2 separate regions of the Oryzias latipes genome follow, and region 2 is linked to region 1. Evidence: chromatin contacts called from public Hi-C data. All regions are on one chromosome and are shown on one strand. Each heading gives the region's core, a stretch centred on a gene start, on an enhancer-like site or on the middle of the called end of the contact. The rest is flanking DNA. Distances are from core to core; before and after follow the strand shown.

Region 1 (3,576 bases), core at 729-3,228:
CCTTCAACTAAACCTGCTCCGGACCAGGTTATGTTCAGAGCATGAGTTGCTATAGCAACTTGACACACCCTGAAACATACCTCCATTTCTGGAACCGAAAACTGAGGTTATCAACTTCCTTAGCCTCAAACTTACTGTGGGAGCTAGCATAACCTGCTTCCTGGAATACCCCCCAGAGCTTGAGTTGCTATGGCAACTTGACATACCCTGAAACATACCTCCATTTCTGGAACCGAAAGCTGAGGTTATCAACTTCCTTAGCCTCAAACTTACCGTGGGAGCTAGCATAACCTGCTTCCTGGAATACCCCCCAGAGCTTGAGTTGCTATGGCAACTTGACATACCCTGAAACATACCTCCATTTCTGGAACCGAAAACTGAGGTTATCAACTTCCTTAGCCTCAAACTTACTGTGGGAGCTAGCATAACCTGCTTCCTGGAATACCCCCCAGAGCTTGAGTTGCTATGGCAACTTGACATACCCTGAAACATACCTCCATTTCTGGAACCGAAAGCTGAGGTTATCAACTTCCTTAGCCTCAAACTTACCGTGGGAGCTAGCATAACCTGCTTCCTGGAATACCCCCCAGCTTTCTGAAACACAAACATGTGTTGGCATGAGAGACGAATCAAACCTTGAATCCAGGGGATTGTTTTGTTGTATCTGAGCTCCATGGTTGCCCACCTGTATGACCATCTTGGGTTGTCATACAGCTGTGCTGAGCAAAGGCCAGTCTTTGGATAAGCACGTCATTTTAAGAGGCAAAAAGAAAGACCTAGTGTCTGACCCAGGATTTGCAATTATTACCTGAATTCATTAAATAATTGTTTGTTCATAGAATTCAGAATTTTGAAAAGGACTGCTAGTTGTAGAGGATGCGCCACTGTCACCCAAATCGTTATGTCCCACATCCTTCCAAGGGAAACGATCCAGAGGTTTTTCTGAACCTGAAATAATACTGTGTGTGGTTCTTCTAGTATGGGCTGATGACGCTGAATGTATTTTGAGCAAACTCTCTGACAGGCTTTATTTGCTGCTTTGTTGGTTCATCTGTGCCCTCTCATCCCTGTCAGAAGGAAATCCGTCAGTGACAGAGTCAATTTGGACAGCGTCTTTATTTACGTAGGGATGCAACTTTGTGCCTCTGGGTTTGCATGCAACTGTTTGGGCTTGAGAAGCTCAAACAGGACGTGAAAACAAGCAGCTGAGGCCACACTGGCGTGTCCACACAAGCAAAAAGAAAAAAACTAAAAATGAAGCAGAATTATCAACAAAAAAAGAGAATCTGTGTGAAGGCCAACATACTCGTCTTTGAATAAGTTGGAGCTAAATTGTGAAGTATTTAGCTTTTGAAGCTCTTTATCCTCTCAGTATGTTACCGGGTTGCCTTCAGTGGTTTAAGACGTCCAACAGTTTAGAAACCAGTAAATTTTGTTTTGATGCCAAAAGAAGTGAAAAGCTGGAGGATTTTGCAGGTTTGACATGTGTTTTACAGCAGTGGTCCTCCAAAAGCTCCACGGAGACCTGTGGGCTCTTCATGGAGCTCAAGGGGGAGATGCTGTACAAAAATGGAAAAGTAATTCCTCAAAGATGGAAAAAAACAAAAAACAAATCCATCCTTATTCCTGCTGACTTCAGTAGGCTAGCATGTAAAGTTTCATTTTAAATGTCAAGGCTTCAGATGCTCCATAGCAGACAAAAGCAAAAAAACTGCAGTAACGTCTCAAAATATGTCAAAACTATCGTTATTTTACATTGTTACCTTACCTGTTTTTATTTTATTTTATTTTTTTCTTGCGCATTTCAAATGCTTGCTCAACCTAACTTGGTTTGTATATAAAAATAAAGATTGTCATAGTCTTATTTTTGAACCACAGTGAGGGGACACGAACACGCGCGTGCTTTTGCTCACGGCGCGCGGGTCCTTTAAGAAGAGCCGCGTTTCCATCGGTGACGTCACAGAGCGCAGCAGAACCCCAGCCTATCGCTTGTCATCGGCGAAGGCGATGGTCCTGGAAAAGCGTCCTGCCTCGGGAGGGGGAGTTTCACGGCGCTCAAAAGACACGGACACGCAGCGATGAAGCGGCTCTCCGTGGATTAAACCGCCCCCCCCCCCCCGTGGCTCTGAGCGCGGGAAGCCGCAGCTGAAGCTCCGCGCGGAAGAATATGCTCCAGCTGAGCCGCAGCAGCCCCTCCAGCCGCAGCCTGCCCTCCTCCTGCTAAACATCCTCCAGAGACAGCCCGCAGGCTCCGCACGCCCCGCACGCTCTGCGGCTCCTCCGCGTCCGCCACACGCAAACTTCGCTCCGCGACCCCCCCGGCAGAGGGATGGCGGGGAAGCCGGCCGCCGCGCAGGGCTACGGGATCCTGCTGGTGACAGCCAACGTTGGATCTCTGTTCGAGGATGTGAGTGCTCCCCCCTCTCCCCCTCTTCCCCCTGTCTTCACCTGATGCTGAACGAGCTCTCAGCTGGTCACGACTCCAGCGTCTGTCCGCGTGCAGCCTCTGAACCGTTATAGTAGCGCGCGCGCGTCCTGTCGTTATTCCGCGTGCTTCAGTGTTGTCCCGACGACGCCCGAAACTTCCTGCTGCCCCCCGGAAGGTCTTCCAGGAAAACCCCTGGTTTACGTCAAACATCTGGATAGGAGATCTGTGCAGCATGTCACGCGGCGTGTCACGCAGATCCTCCTGAAATCGCAAAGGTCCTTCATGTCTGCGGGGTGATGCAGGGGGTGTGGGTTCTGCCCCTGGTCAGGGTGGTGCGGGGGGGCAGCTACTGTCACCGTGAGAAGGTTCCTCCCAAACATCAGGGGGCTTCTTCCTGCTGAGAGTGCCTAAAATAGACGCTGCTCACCAGCTCCGCGCGGGGGGGGAGGGGGGGGCATGTTTGTGTTTTTCTTCCTTGAGGACATTCCTCACACACAGATGCATGCTCCCTCTCCCCCCTGCTCCCCCCAGCCATGGCTGCAGGTTGAATGAGGTCTTTCACTGGTCCTGCTGTTGGTTCCATCTCCAGACCAGCTCTGACCTCAGAGGGGAGGAGGGTGCTGCTGCCCCTGGGGGGTCAGCGGTAGCAGGAAGGTGAGAAGTGAGGACATGTGTTCCCTCCTCATCGGCTGCTTGGGAGGAAAAAAACCCCATCAGTGCGTCTGTTCCTGGTTCAGTTCTGCTCCAGAACGTTCTGCTGGTTTACAGCTTTGAGCTGAGTTCCACAGATCGGTGATGCTGCTCCAATGTTCCTTCTTTAGCCCAGACTTTCTTCTGTTCTTGACTTCTAGGCTCTTTATGAGTCAAGTTTCTCCTGTATTCACTGTTTAAGCAGAATATTGGATCCACCAAACAAACGTGGAGATGCACGGGTGCAGACCCTGCATGAATGGGACAACATGGGAACTCTGCATTTTTCTAGTTCTTGGAGAGAAACCCATTGGAAACATTCTTCAAAAATATCTTCTGCTGCAAATGTTTAGACTCTTTATTGAATCATTAGAACTTATCGTCTCTTTCAAAATTGCTGTTGTATTTCTGTTGCGTTCTGATGAGGAATGAGAGAAAACCTGTGCATGACCTATTAT
Region 2 (3,576 bases), core at 652-3,151, 37 kb after region 1:
CCCTGGGGCCTGTTTGCTGGCCTGATGGCTGGCCCTGATGCCTGGCTTTAGGGCCTGGTGGCTGGCCCCAAGGCCTGGCAACTCGTCACAAGGCCTGATGGCTGGGCCTGGAACCTAATGGCTCGCCCCATGGCCTGGTGGCTGGCTCCGGGGCCTGATTGCACAGCTTGTCAGGTCTACACCAGGTGTCACCTAGCACAGGAAGCACATGCAGAGGAAGGAAGAAAAAGGAGAGACAGTGAAAAATCCCTGCATTTAACATTTGACCCCCCAGCCCAGAAATGCAGCAAACCCTCCAACTCCTTCAGTAACAGAGCTAAACTTTGTGTTTTTAGTAGTTTCGTAGTTGACTGACTCAGCTGTTCTCTCTGCAGATAATCATATCTTACAATTCATGAGAAGTGATTTTTCAGAATATATTCTTGTTGTAGTGCAGAAGTGTGCAACCTTTAGTGCTATAAGGGTCAAAAGGGCCAGTTTCTTAAACACCAAAGGGGAGCGAGAGCAACACAAAATCCACTTCATTTATGTTTTTGAGGCCATTAAGCCATTCACTTATAAAACGTAAAAATATTCTAACAATAATCCACTCTGACAGTAGTTCTAAAGGGCTTATACATGCTATCCCTAAACCTTTCATAGTAAATATTATCCATGGATATGATAATATAGTACTTTTGGGACACAAAAAAACAAATTTTTTAAATTTTAAACTTTTGCAAAGATGGTTGTGCATATTGTGCAAATGAAATGAAAGGTTTTTTTTTAGATACCGCTAGCTCCATGGAGAAAGATGGTCTTTGTGTTAGTCTGGGAGCGGTGCTGACGGTGAAGACCCCTCCTGGAAGGGGTGGTTCCTCACTTTGTGATTTCACAATGTGAGAACCCACTAGTTTTCATGGATTGAGAGGGGCTGGTGCTCAGACTGCAGGTTTTTAGAGGAATACTCAGAAATACAGATTTTTTTCCGTGAGGAATGAACATTATAACACACTTTAACCTTAAAACATTGATTTTGCATGGTATAGGCCCTTAAAATATATAGAGGAACAAGAAAGACGCCTGCGGTTCCAGATCCTCAGGTTGCAGCCAGTCCTTTAAAAGGTTCTTTACTACATTTTCCTCATTTTAAACGGTAAGAACTGAATGGATGAGTTTTAGAATAGAAAAGGCGTCCTTTGATTGAAGTGGGTTTGGTTTTATGTATTATCAAAACCCTTTTTTCCACTCTGTCTTACATTAATATACAGCAGTCCCGTTTCATCCTGCGGGTTCAAAGGTTCTGCAGAGCTGTTCTGCAGTGGAGAACCGGGAGACTTCGCGGGTCGGGGAAGCATTAGCTGACCAAAAAGGACCAATCCTCCTGAACAGCTTCTGATCTCCGGCTTGTCTCTGTGAAAAAAGTTTGGACGGCAGTTTCATGTTGACGACAGTTGGTTTGTGTGATTTCAGCAGCTCCTCTGTCCCCGCCTCCACCTGTCTGATCATTTATTTAGAGAAATGGAGAGCTCCCGGGGCCCCCGCCTGCATGTTAAACAGCCGTGTTTGACATCCTCCGGCAGAGACCTGCTCACTCATGAATCCTGTTTATGAGAGTCAACACCTGCTGTGCAAATACGGCTTCTTCTTCTGCACCACCGCGTGGACAGACATGCCCCCCTCCCCAATCTCATTTCCATTTACCTTTAATCCCCCCCAGTCCACACACCCACATCATCTCTCAGCCTAGCACAACCATTGCATGCCTGCCCCCCAGGTGTTGGGTGCTGTAGTCATTTTCCAACAGACGGGGGCTGTTGTGTCGAGATGCAGGAGTGTAAACGTGAAGCATCTGCAGCCCCAGCACTGGTCTGAGATGAAGAGGAGCCTTCAGCTTCATCAGGAGGATGAGGATCAGAGGGGTCAGGAGGTTGATCACATGCTGTTTCTTTCTCTCTTCAGACCGTTCAGTCACACAAGCCTCACTTCCTGGCGTTGCACTGTCAAGAGGTGGGCGGCAAGAACTACGAGGCATCCATGTCCCACGTGGGCAGCTTTGTCAAGTAAGTGTGTCAAAGTTTGGTGTGCTTTGAATCCTCTGTGGGTCTGTTTGAAAGTGAGCGTGTTGCTCCCTCTGCTGGCCGCAGCACAGCAGCACAGAAAACTAGAGAAGCTCTTGCTTCCCGCAGTTTCTTATCTACACAAGTATTTCCACGACCTTTTCCACTGTTCAAGAACACGCTTCATTGGTTAATTGATTACTCTAAAGTTTCTCTAGGTGTGAGTGTGTGGCCCAGTGACAGACTAGTGAACTGTCCCCTTTACCCTCAAAAAGATACAGCAGGTTCAGAGAATGGATGGATGAAGGGGTGGAGAGCATTAAGTCTGTTAAAATGACAACAAGGAACTGGAAGAAGGTTTAATGAGATTTAGAGATGGACTGAAGCTGCTCTGCTGTTTGGGTGGCTGTGTGAGAGCGTCCCGTAGTTCCCCAGAGCAGACTCCTGGTGCTCCGGTGCCGAATCGTGAACAGGGAGGGGCTGCTGGTCAGCAGGCTGGGGGGCTGGAGGAGCTCTGGCTCTTAGAAGGAAGTTTTAAACTGGAGCCGGAGGAGGGCTGGCCCCACTGGGGTTATGTGTCCACTCTATTGCTTTTGAGTCCACAGTAACAGCAGGGCGGCTGTTTCTGTTCCAGAAACTCATCTGAGTTTCTGTGGAGGTTTTCTCCCTCAGTTCAAAGCGTTTTCTCTGTGGGGCCCCATGATGGACAGAAGACCTGCTCCAGGTGGACCTGCCTCTCTCTCCACTGTGGTTGTTTCCTTCAAAGAGTGTTAAGGGTGGATGTCTGGATGTGTGAATTGGTGGATGGACGATAAATGTCCTCTGTGTCCCTCAGAGAGTTGTTGTCCAGTGATGCCCTGATGGAGTACAACAGAGCTCGCGTCTACCTGGATGAGGACTACAAATCCAAGGAGCATTTCACAGTAAGTCCTTTGGTTTCATGAGGGAGATTGTGAGGGTTTTCATGTAAACTTAGAACATGTGTTGTGAGTTTGTTGCACTTGAGCCAGACTTTGCAAAAACACATTCCTCTTTGGTGTCTTTGCTGATGCTGTGCACACTTTTGACTTCTTGAATTTTGTCATTTGAGGTTCTTAAACCCCAAAGTCATGATGCAGAAGGAAGTGTCAGACAGGAAGCCTCTCTTATCAGACACAGTCATGGTCTGACATTCCACACTATGATGCAGAAAGTTGGAACACAAACACATGCTCACATGTCATACAAGCAAAAAAAAAGGAGACCAGTGGTTGACTGTAGGGGCTGCTGCATTTAAGGAAAAACGGTCATTTTATTTCACCTCTAATTCTGACGTCAGAAATTCAATCTTCAGTTTCAATGTCATTTATTAAACAGGAAAAGATTAAAAATAGTCTGGCTTAACACGGTTTAAACATGTTTTTCAGATGCTCTGCAGAACATAAAACTCAGACTTACAGCCCACATGACAAGGCAGAAAAAAATCATGACAGTACAAAGCAGTAAAAGGAGGACTTGAACTGTTGGTTCAGTGCTAGCACTTGTCTGTCCGTCAAAT

What was found. A called contact is a pair of places that touch in the nucleus more often than the background predicts.
Region 2: a contact with region 1 is called in a Hi-C map of fibroblasts, with 2.0 times the contacts expected there. The contact joins the enhancer-like site here to the promoter of inpp5a in region 1. A contact is called at or near these places in 2 of 5 Hi-C or Micro-C datasets (fibroblasts and gastrula embryo).

What each region holds. Positions count from the first base shown.
Region 1 is chr15:2,042,086-2,045,661 of ASM223467v1, forward strand. inpp5a (type I inositol 1,4,5-trisphosphate 5-phosphatase) reads left to right here and starts at 1,979. Exons shown (of 16, transcript XM_020709239.2): 1 at 1,979-2,407. The coding sequence starts at 2,330.
Region 2 is chr15:2,079,615-2,083,190 of ASM223467v1, forward strand. It overlaps inpp5a (type I inositol 1,4,5-trisphosphate 5-phosphatase), which reads left to right. Exons shown (of 16, transcript XM_020709239.2): 3 at 1,942-2,042; 4 at 2,875-2,962. Among protein-coding and RNA genes, the nearest start is that of inpp5a, 37 kb to the left of the region's middle. Within about 2 kb of position 1,902, at least 3 of the 8 cell types and tissues checked have an H3K27ac peak or open chromatin away from gene starts, as enhancers often do.